Linked DNA regions of Sus scrofa: all the other regions are linked to region 1. A link is a contact called in public Hi-C and HiChIP or PLAC-seq data. All regions are on one chromosome and are shown on one strand. Each heading gives the region's core, a stretch centred on a gene start, on an enhancer-like site or on the middle of the called end of the contact. The rest is flanking DNA. Distances are from core to core; before and after follow the strand shown.

Evidence for each region. Hi-C and Micro-C count contacts between places; a contact is called where the count stands out from the background. HiChIP or PLAC-seq counts read pairs in DNA pulled down with a chosen protein or histone mark.
Region 2: a contact with region 1 is called in an H3K27ac HiChIP or PLAC-seq map of skeletal muscle. The contact joins the enhancer-like site here to the promoter of CEBPD in region 1. A contact is called at or near these places in 1 of 5 promoter capture datasets (liver), 7 of 47 Hi-C or Micro-C datasets (embryonic fibroblasts, liver, skeletal muscle and 1 more) and 2 of 2 datasets of contacts at active chromatin or transcription factors (alveolar macrophages and skeletal muscle).
Region 3: a Hi-C map of liver shows a contact between it and region 1, with 7 times the contacts expected there. The contact joins the enhancer-like site here to the promoter of CEBPD in region 1. A contact is called at or near these places in 2 of 5 promoter capture datasets (liver and skeletal muscle), 16 of 47 Hi-C or Micro-C datasets (alveolar macrophages, embryonic fibroblasts, fetal heart ventricle and 8 more) and 2 of 2 datasets of contacts at active chromatin or transcription factors (alveolar macrophages and skeletal muscle).

Annotation. Positions count from the first base shown.
Region 1 is chr4:79,870,830-79,874,536 of Sscrofa11.1, reverse strand. CEBPD (CCAAT/enhancer-binding protein delta) reads right to left here and starts at 1,674. Exons shown (of 1, transcript XM_005663091.2): 1 at 56-1,674. The coding sequence starts at 1,583. The coding sequence ends at 813.
Region 2 is chr4:79,972,419-79,976,125 of Sscrofa11.1, reverse strand. All of the region lies in intron 10 of SPIDR (DNA repair-scaffolding protein), which reads left to right. Among named protein-coding and RNA genes, the nearest start is that of CEBPD, 100 kb to the right of the region's middle. Within about 2 kb of position 1,850, at least 32 of the 83 cell types and tissues checked have an H3K27ac peak or open chromatin away from gene starts, as enhancers often do. A contact at or near this core is called in alveolar macrophages, liver, skeletal muscle and 1 more, where this site is marked.
Region 3 is chr4:79,937,041-79,940,747 of Sscrofa11.1, reverse strand. The region is part of intron 10 of SPIDR (DNA repair-scaffolding protein); the gene reads left to right. Among named protein-coding and RNA genes, the nearest start is that of CEBPD, 66 kb to the right of the region's middle. Within about 2 kb of position 2,052, at least 46 of the 83 cell types and tissues checked have an H3K27ac peak or open chromatin away from gene starts, as enhancers often do. A contact at or near this core is called in alveolar macrophages, liver, mesenteric adipose tissue and 4 more, where this site is marked.

The sequences.
Region 1 (3,707 bases), core at 425-2,924:
ATGACAGGCCACAGTTAATTCATTACATAATATAGATGTAGCAGCCAAGACCAAGAAAGGGTGCCTAGTACCCACACTCTTGGGGGAAAGGCTTTATTTATTCGTCCATATTAAGCGTTGAAACATTACAAGTACTGGCAAGGTAGCTGGTTTTAAGTAGCTTTGTGACTGTTTCTTTTCATCTCCTACGTGACTTCTGTACTTGACACACCTTGGAAGTCTACTTAAAGCTGTCTACAAGACTGAGCAAAGGGAAAGCAAATCCCATTACAGTCAAGGTGAATCAGACGTTTTCGGATAACCTCAGCCCTCTTTCTCCCCGTCCCTGGAGCCCCCACTCGAGGTGGGGCGCGCTCCAGCAAGTTTCTGACACGATCCCGGGGCGCCTTCCACCTGAGAGGGTCTCCTCAAATTAACCCGCAAGTCCTCAGGTGTAGTTCGGCCTGTTTGAGAAGCAAAGCCATGGTCTTCCAGGAACCCGGCCCCAGGGCGCAAGCCGGCCAGACGCGCCCTCCCCGGCGGGTCCGAAGGGCCTTGAGCGCAGGAATCAAGGTGGGTCTAACGCATCTTTATTTTTACAAATACTGTAAAAATCAATATAAAAAAGTGAGCATGCTCAGTCTTTTTTTCGTATCTACAGTACAAAGGCTAGTCTCGAAAAGTCTCTTACGAATGTACCTTAGCTGCATCCTAGGGGTAGGATGTAGAGAAGCTGCCGTCATAGTAACTTAGGGTCCACGCGACAGCTGTCCAAGTCCCAGACCGGCCAGGCAGCTCCAGGCACTGCGGCCGCAGTCCGCGCGCCCCCCGCGTCACCGCGCGTCCGCCGCCCCCGCGCCGGGCAGGAAGGGTGCGCCGGGTAGCTGCTTGAAGAATCGCCGCAGGCCGGCTAGGTCCCGTGTGAGCTGCTCCACGCGCTGTTGCAACTTCTCGTTTTCGGCTGAAAGCTCCACCAGCTTCTGCTGCATCTCTTGGTTGCGCCGTTTGGCCTTGTCACGGCTCTTGCGCACCGCGATGTTGTTGCGTTCGCGCCGCTGCCGATACTCTGGGCTGCCGCGGTCCGGGCCCCGCTTGCCCGCTGCTTTGTCGCGTGCGGGCCCTGGCGCTGGGGGCGCGGGGCTGCGGCGCGGCGGCTCGGGCGACGCGGGAGGCGTGGGTTGCGCGGCGGCCGCCAGGCTCACCACCGTCTGTGCGCACGCGGCCACCTGCGCGGGCAGCAGCGAGCCGGGCGCGTCGCCGTCGCCCCAGTCCGGCTCGCGCTTGAGCGGTCGCGGTGCGGGGCCGGGGCCCGCAGGGCGCGCGGGGGCCCCGGGCAGCAGCTCCAGGGCGCCAGCCTTATGGTTGCTGTTGAAGAGGTCAGCGAAGAGCTCGTCGTGACACAGCTCCAGGGTGGGCACGGCGGCCATGGAGTCTATGTAGGCGCTGAAGTCGATGGCGCTCTCGTCGTCGTACATGGCGGGAGCGGCCGGCTCAGTTCCGCGACCAGGCTTCCCTGCGCGGCCAGGCTCGTAGAAGGCGGCGGGCTCCGCAGACCAGGGCGCGCCGCGCGCTGGGCCGTCTAGGCTGAAGAGCGCGGCGCTCATGGCGGCGTCGAGCCGACAGCGAGCGCGGTCCCCTGGCGGTCCGGGCGCAGCCTTTTCTAGCCCGGCTGACGCGCACGCTCCGCCCCGGCCGCGGACCGCGGGACCCCCGCCCGAGCGCCTCCCCCGCGCTTCCTGCCCGCCGGCCCGGCCCGCGCGGCGCTGCCGGGAACGACCCTCCCTCGGCCGCGCCTCCTTCCTGCTGGTGGGTCGGGGCCTCTGCTCCCGCGGCACCGGGGCGGAACCAGAGCGGAGGGCGGCGGGGACTCTGCACGGGGGCGCTGCCTCGCAGCTTCAGGGAATTTGGGTCTTGGTGCTTCCCGATCAAGGAGATGGGGAATGGGGGAGGATCGCGACGCTGCCCCGCGGCGTTCCGCTGGCTCCTGGGTGGTGGGTGGGGTCGCTCTCAAACCCCGCGGGCCTGGGGCCAGGGGAAGCTATTTTGAACCCTGCACCCCGCAAGCCCCACGAGCTCGGAGCTTCTAGATAACTCAGTGCCCCGGGCGAACCCCACCAACTCCCTGCCCCACGAGCCCGGCACCCCTGGCGCTGCTTCCTGGTCCACTAGAGCAGTGCCATCTTGCGGTGGTTTCTTACTTCAGTTTTTTAGGCCGGATTCTTTCTATTCAATATTCCAAAAAAGAAGTGCCTTTGGATCCAGAGCAGTGGGGTGGGTCCCTTTCAGGAGAAAGAAAACGTTGGTAAGGTATTAACATGTTCGCTTTCCGGGTTGTAAAATGCAGGAAAAAGACACTGAACTGGTTTTGTTGCGTTTCCTACAATTTGGACAGGCATTTCAGGTCAATTCCATTTTTTGCACCACAGACCCTGTTCAGACCTGGCCTTCATCCACAACCTTTCTCGTTTCCTCTTGTCCCAACACTCAACGTTCCACAAGCTCTACAGCGCTCCATGAACTATCGCTGGAGTGTCTGCAGTCAATTCCAGTGGTGACTTCTGAAAACACACCATAGGGTACTGAGTAGGCTTTCTAGAGGGACATACATAATGCGCTAGAATTACTCCAGGGACATGATATAGATCTCACACTTATAATTACCTATTAAGGGTAAAACCTAGGAACACATAGAGTGTGGTTCATGCACATCCCCCCAAAAAAACATGTATTTCAGAAGCCATAAAAACGTTACCAAAGACTTCTCCAGGGAGGGAATGCACAAAGAACCATATTCTCATAAAAAAAAAAATTCAGCGAGATGATTGGTACATCCAGATGTCAGATTGGGATTGAGCTTGGAAGATGCTATCCTCATATTTTTTAAATGTATTAACCAGTAATTAATGATAATTTTTATTTTTAAAACCTTTTTTTAGGTCTGCACCTGTGGCATATGGAAGTTCCCAGGCTAGGGGTTCAATCTGAACTACAGCTGCTGGCCTGCGCCACAGCCACATGGGCTCCAAGCCACATCTGCGACCTACAGCACAGCCCACCCCAACGCCAGATCCCAGACCCACTGAGTGAGGCCAAGGATAGAACCTCATCCTCATGGATACTAGTTGGATTCATTTCCATGGTGCCAGAGTGGGAAATCCCAATGATAACTTCTAGATTTAAGAATTTTCTTCCCTCTTTCAGAAATAGAGAAAGGAGAGGTCATAGGCCAGCAAAGTATAGATTTGTTATGACATTGAACACAAGTGAAAGACTGTTAAAAATGCAGTATAACAATATAGCTCTCTGATAGTAGTTCACAGTCATTTTTTGAATGTCTCCACTTACTGCATTTCTCATTGTTAGGGATCTTGAAGCTGTAGTATTTTTATTTTATTTTTATTTATTTATTTTTGGCTTTTTAGGGCCACACCTGTGGCATATGGAGGTTCCCAGACTAGGGGTCGAATCAAAGCTACAGCTGCCCTCCAACATCACAGCCACAGCAAAACCAGACCTGAGCCTCGTCTGGGACCTACACCACAGCTCACAGCAGCGCCAGATCCTTAACCCACTGAGCGAGGCCAGGGATGGAATCCACAACCTCATAGTTCCTAGTCAGATTCGTTTCCCCTGGGCCACGATGGGAACTCCAAGCTGTAGTGTTCTGAGTAGAGTTGTCAAAAGGAAGCGGCCAGGTTAGAAAGCATTCCTTAAAAATGGATCCTTGG
Region 2 (3,707 bases), core at 601-3,100, 100 kb before region 1:
CGCTAACCACTGCACCACAATGGGAACTCCATTGAATAAAGGTAGTTTTACTTCTTCATTTCCAATCTGTTTTATCTTATTTCTTTTTCTTTCTTAATTGTTCTGGAAGTTCTTTTCATTATCTTAAGGCAGAAAAATAGAAATTATTATTTGATGCTGTGGTACATTCACAGTAGCTCATCTTCCTACTCATTTTACTCAGTCTCTTGAAGTCCTATGCAAACTTCACTACCCAGTCTTATGCCATTTGCCCCGTGAAATCTCTCCTGATTTCCCCCAGGGAAATAGTGTCTTCTTCCGTGTGGTATAATGAGAAAAACAAATTTTGGAAGCAGACAAACTTGAGTTTGAATCTGAACACTGCTATCCTCTCGCACTGTTTATTGGTTAAAGATGAGTAGATGGGTAGTTCCCACTATGGCGCAGTGGGATTGGTAGCATCTTTGCTGTGCCAAGATGCAGGTTTGATCCCCAGCCCGGCACAGTGAGTCCAGTGTTGCCACAGCTGCAGTGTGGGTCACAACTGCAGCTGGATCTGATCCTGGCCTGGGAACTCCGCGTACTGTGGGGTGGCCAAAACAGAAAAAAAAAAAGATGGGTAGGTATGTAGGTAGAACAGCACCGTGCAGTTAGTACCATCACTGTCAGCCTTGAGTGTTTATTTTGAAGATTAAATGAGATAACATTTATGAAATGCCTGATTCCAAGTAGATATTCAGCACGATTTGTTCTATAGCTATTACGGTCATTTGCATTGTAGTTAGTTATAGAGATGTCAGTCTTTAAGGTTGTAAACTCCTTTCAGGTAAGGATTATATGTAGGAGTATTTATCTGCAAATATTGTGCCTGCTCTATATGTCCCTAAATATATTTCAGTTAGGTGTATCTCTTTTTGGCATTTATAACAGTTTGTCTTTGTGTGAGTATCAGTTCTTCCTTTCTGGATGGCAGAAAATGGATCCATTTTCCTACTCTTTATCTCTTTTTAAGCTTTTATCATTTTATTGGTCTAGTGTCAGGTTACAGCTAGCTGATTGAAATTTTAAATGTTTCAGAGTAGAATCAGAGCTGTAGATAATATGAAAGCGGTATGTTCATGTTCTTTAAATACTGTATAATACCAACACTTTTCATTGCTGGAGTTCATATTTATAGTGAACATATACCTTGAATATGTATCCTCAATGAGTTTATTGATAATGTGAAATAGTATCTATGTTCTTTTTTATGTGATTCACTTGAAAAAATCAAAAGGAATAACAATAGCCTACTAATGTGAATACAGACAGTTATGAAAATAAAATTTTTGTAACATTATGAAGATAACAAGAGTAATTTTCCAGATTCATAGCCAGACGACCATGGTATGTGTATCCATAGTTCTAAATTTTCATTTTAATCTGGCCGTGGTGATTTTCCAGCACCTGTTTTCCATCAAGATCAAGAATGATTTCAAGGTGGCCCTATATAACAGGCAGGGAATTTTCTGCCTGTCCCTGATCTCCTTCCCCTGGAAATTTTTGTTCCTAAAAGAGGCCGGAGACCTCTGATGGTCTGCATCCCCCCCCCCCTGCCCCGCCCCATGCCTGCAGCTGTAATCTGGAGCAGTACTTTGGTCACACTAGAACTTCCCTGTGAGCCAGATTGCAGCTCTGAATGTGCGTTCTGAGACGACAGCACAGAGCAGAGCCGTGGGAGACAGTGACAGTGTTTGGGGCGAGGGGCAGGGGACAGCCAAGTTCTGGCACAAAACACCACGTGTCTGAACAGCCAAATACCCGCAGACGGGTTAGATCAAGTGTAAGATCCAATTTCCTGCTCATGTTGAGTTGCCACATCTTGCTGCCCCCTTTCCCTCTGTTTGCCTCCGTCACATGACCTATTCTGCCCTGCCTTCCTTCCAGCTGCTGCTGGACCCAGAGCACTTGGGACAGCCAGCTGGCAGTCTTGGTAGGCTTACCCTTGTTGTGCTCATTTCCTGGCCGTGCAGTTCTAATTAGCTTGATCCTAATCAGCCCCATGTGCCACAGAAAAATGCAGCAAACATACCCTCCAAAGCCATTCTTTGGAAGACAGAGACAGTGTGATATGTTAACAGAGACCCTTGTTTCTTCAGACTGGTTGGCCTGGAAGTGATATGTGTTCTGAACCTTTGCATTTATTTGCACAGCTACAAGGGCGTCTAGACAGGTGCTTGTCATATAGTGAGGATAATGGCCAGGTATTAGGCATTCACTAATACTTGTCAGTGAATCAGCCAATACATATTGTTTTCAAATTTTGCTTCTCCCATTTAACCATCTGAGGTCAAGGACCCTCAGATGGTACAGGACCCTGAAGGTAGTAGACACATAACAGTACGTGTGGGTGGGAAGAGGAGTGGCAAGGGAGTAGCCTAATGCATGATTGTGTCCCTCTCTTTACTCTGGACTAACCAGCTGTGTGGACACGCCTCACGTGCTGTTATTCCTCTAAGGAGACTGACAGGGAGTCTGATCCTAGGAGTAGGAATTGCCAAGAACATTCTGCTTTAGGGAATATAGAAGATGAGACACTTGCACTCAGGGCCCCTGCAAGGTGCTCAGTGGATGTAAAGGAACAAGAAAAGGGCAAAGAGGAGGGGCTCTTGGGGAGCAGTAAGAGCTGCTCTAGAGTGAGGATATTTATAAAGAGAAAAAAAAAAGAATCCAGCTGAGAATGACTGAGGGGTTATAGCATTTATTGCAATTAATGCAGGACTGAGAGAAATATGGCACGGGTAGGTGATGAAAGGATGAAAACAACATTTAATGTTAAACAAAATTTAATTAGCTGAGGAGGCAGAAACCCATGCTTTGAATTGAAGAGAGAATAAGGTCTGTGTTGCTCAGGGGAAGCTGAGAGGGGGCAGTCGCCCAGGTCTAGAGTAATTCTGACTGCGGCACAGCTGCTCTGCGGGGTCCTCAGCCATGTCCCAGCCTGTCCTCCCTCTCTCTGGTGTGGAATCTGAATGCAGGTGTCAGAAGTTCCTGCAGGAGGGAGCCAGCAGAGAGGACCAGCCTCTGTGTGTATGTAGGGCAGTGGGAAGAGAAGAGTGAAATAAACATCAAACCTTCTGAAATATTGCCACTTAAACTGCCTTTTGGAAAACCTAGAGGTGCCTTAAGCAGCTGTGCACACAGATAAGCAACCATAGAACATTGGCTGTACAAGAAAACAATGGACATTCTTTGAAAGCCTGTCTTTCTGTGAGCTGTAGAAAAGTAGAAAACTGCAGTGTCAGCAAAGATACCAGGAAATCTTTAAATCTTTTGAAAGCAAGAAATTCCAATTTTTATTCTGTTCATTAATGTATCATCTCTTCAGAAAAGACTAGAATGAGATTTCCTGCTATGATAGAGTTGTTACTATGTTTTGGGGAGCAAGTGTCATTCACCATGGTGGGCTATCTGCCAGTGTACCTTTATGTTTAAATTTTGAATTTCTCCCAGGTGCTTCTCAAAGAAGGGTATCTGGTGTCTGTGTAGAGGCATGGGTGGAAAGTAGGAGGCTCTGGTCTAAGGGGTAAGGTACAGCAGTGGAGCCTCATCCCAGGGGCTCTTTGCCTTTCTTTCTGGCCCCCTGGTAGCTGCAGCTCTCCTGTCACTTCTGCTTGGAGAGTGACATTTAGTAAAAACCGCACAAAGAATGCACAGTTGCTCAGGGCCATCCATACATGCCCCCTTGC
Region 3 (3,707 bases), core at 803-3,302, 66 kb before region 1:
TGGGAGAAACTTTTTGCAAACCCCATTATCTGATAGGGGACTTTTATCTAGAATATGTAAAAACGAATACAACTCAATATAAAAAGATAACCCAAATAAAAAATGGTCAGAGGATTTGAATAGACACTTCTCCAAAGATATATAGGTGGCCAAGAAGTGCATGATAATCGATGTCAGTAGCCACCAGAGAAATGCAGATCAAAACTACAAAGAGATATCACTTCTCACTCACCAGGATGACTGTAATAAAAAAGACTGACATTAATAAGTGTTGACAAAGGTGTGGAGAAATCGGAACCCTCAGACTGGCTTGTAAAATAGTGCAGCCACTTTGGAAAAATAATCTGGCAGTTTCTCAAAAAGCTAAATATAGTGTTACCACATGATCCAGCAATTCTACTCCCAAGTATAAACCCAAGAGAATTGAAAACATATCTACATAACTGCTATACTAACGTTCATAGCAGTATCATTCATAATACTATTATAGTTATTATATGTAGTAATATAATAATAATATCACTTCAAAAAAGTAGGAACATCCCAAATGTTCATCAGCTGATGGATGCAGAAACAGGGTGTGGTATATCTATACAATAGAATATTCTTCAGCCAACTACAGAAAGTCAGGACTGGCACCTGCCTTAACATGGGCGCACCTTGAAAATGTTATGCTTAGTGAAAGGAGCCAGTCACAAAAGGCCATATTTTGCATGATTCCACTTATGTGACATATTTAGAACAGGCAAATCCATAGAGCCAGATCAGTATGTTGCCAAGTATTTGGGAGAGGAGACAAAAGGAAGGCTGCTTAACAGGTTGGGATTTCCTTTTGGGGAAATATTCTGGGACTAGGACTAGTTAGTGCTGCTGGTTGCAGAACATGTGCATGTACTTGATGCCACTGAATTGTACACATGAAGATGGTGAAATTATAAATTTTATGTTATGGTTATTTTGCCACAATAAAAGGGATGAATTTCTATAGTATGTAAATTAGGCCTCAACAAAGCTGTTATAAAAATAAAAGGCATAATAACTTGGATTATCACCAGGGAACTATGCTAAGGGAAAAAAATTAATCCCAGAGATCATATACTACTTGATTCCATTTTTATAACATTTTGAAGTGGCCGTATTTCAGAAATGGAGGACAAATTAGATGTTATGGGTGGATGGTAGGGAGGTAGGTGGTAAAAGGTGTCACAAGGGTCCTTGTGCTGGTGGGCACAGGGTCCTCCACAAGTGATGAAACTTCACAGCTCCAAACACACACAGGTGAGAGACCAGTCAAGTGAGTGAGCCCTGGCCTGGGTGGGTGGATCATAGCCATGAGGGGTCTGGCGCGAAGTCTTACTGATGCCCAGGATACTGGGAGAAGGGGCCAAGTACTTATATAAGGGTCTCTGGTGACTCTCACAGCTGCTTCCTTCAGTAGAAATTTCAACTAACAAAAATATGTGAGAGTAACTGTACCTTTGAAAATTCGTTCTGGAGGCAAACTTGTATGAATGTGTAAAATGTCCTCTTCTGACTTGTCTTGGTCCGGTCACAGTCTTATCTCTAGGAACTGAGACCACAGTCCAAGCCCAGGACACCACAATTATGTCAGCATTATTCGTGTCCTCCTTAAAGACCAAGCTGGCAGCAGTGTTTTTTGTTTGGTTGATTTCAGCAATACAGTATTTTCCAATAATGAAGAGGAAGTATGAGTGTGGAAAAGGCCTTTCTCAGGCTTTTTGCCATCCTTTAGTTAAGTCACTTTCAGCAAAGAAAGATTATTATTCCTTCCTGTTCACTGATACTAGAAAGTTTTCATGTCACACTTTTATTTTAGCAAAGAGAAATAGGATTTTTAAATGAGTAGAGACCACATTTCTGTGCAGTAGGGATCATCCTGCTAACATCTCATGTTAAGAAGATAAACAGCGGGATTAACTGTTTACTTTAGGAGTGCAGTCTGGTTGTTTTTCAGGAGGACACAGTGTCCTGCTGTATCTGGTTTCCCGTCTGCGTGCGGGCTGGAGCTGGGAAGGCCCTGCCCCCTCGGCTCTCTTCCTCTGCACTCCCCCCAACTCCCCCGCCCCGGGTCTGGTCCAAACTCCCCTCTCAGCTTCCTTCCCCTTTCTCTCTCTCTCTTGCTTTTTTTCTCACTTCATCCTCTAATTTCTTCTGTTTCTCGTCCTTAAATTGAGGCTTAGTAGGGATTATAATGTGAAGAGAAAGATCCTTGTTGATTTTCAGAGGCTGTTTCAGTTGACACTGACCTAGAATAAAACAGCGGAGCCTGATTCTGATTCCGGGAATTCTTGGTGGACTGCTCAGAACTACTTCCCTGACTCGTGTAAACATCCCACATGTCACTTCATCTGCTTCTCTCTCGGAACACAAGCATAGACACACACACACACACACACACACACACACACAGATACACACACACACATACACTGCTTCTATGTTCTTATGTATCTATCTTACTGAGTCACAGAATGAAAGGAGGGAAAAATAAATACTTTTGAAAAGTTGGGGAGGGGCATTTAAAACTTCAAAGGGGAATTAAATTATAGTCTTACTAAAACCCCATCTATGAATCAACATTTGTTTTCCTTATTCCTTGTACTTTGTTCCATTGCTTTCACAGATTAACAATGCACGCATTTCTAGAATTTTTAAAGTGATCTTTAATGATGGGACATTTGGCTGTTACGAGAAGGAAAGAAACATTCTTAAAGACAAATATTAACTCCATGATGGACTTTATCCTTCTATCATGATATGCCTGGGATTGAACTGGGAACCTCTTATCTCTCTTATTTTATGTTGCTGGCATGTGCTGTGTAGTTTCATTTGGCACCAGTTTCAGTCAGTTCTCCCAGCCTCACCCTCATGTCTCAGAAATTCATGGAGTCCAAGTGCCGTAGTCAGGCTCTGGTGGCCAGGATGGGGTGCCCTGTGGCTGGGCAGGTAGAGGACACTGGGTTTGCTAATAAGCCTTGATTGCTTTACATAGAGAGGAGCTTCACTTACAACAGAACTTCAGGAGCTGGATATTGGGGACAGCACCACCAGGCTGACCATAGGCTGGTTTCACTGAGCCCCTTCCTGCAGATCAACCCTTTTACTGAGGAGCACACTCATGATATAAGGGGTGGGCTGAAGCGTGATAGGAGAAAACCACCTTCTTGTTGATAAACTGCATTGGTAACAATGTGAATTTGCCTGGTGGGTGCAGGAAACCAGGGTTCTGAGCACATATGGGTGTGGGCACTTAGCTGGGTGTGAAGCAAAGTGAAGTTATCTGGATTGTACAGGTTGGAAAGCTGAAGCTCCCAGCAGCCAGGCCCATGTCCACCAGCAGCAGAATTCAAGCAGCCCCTCCCTGGCCAGTGCCAGCAGGCACCACTTGCTAAAAATCATGAAGGTAGGGGAAGGGATTTTATTTAGGTGAAAGTCAGTGTTTTAGGCATGAATGGAACATTGCTTTTAAATAAGTAGCATTCACTTGCCAGACTATTATTCCAAGAGATCTGAATGGCAGACTGTCTTATGTAGCGAATGCACTACTGAGGCTCTCATTCTAACCACTAGTATCCCCTCCTCCTTGGAAGACCTTTTCCTTGTGCTGTCTTAGCATTTATCTAAGTTGACTACTTCTGAAAACACAGTGACCTGCTCACGTGCGCCAGTGCTCAGTGTGTGTGGAA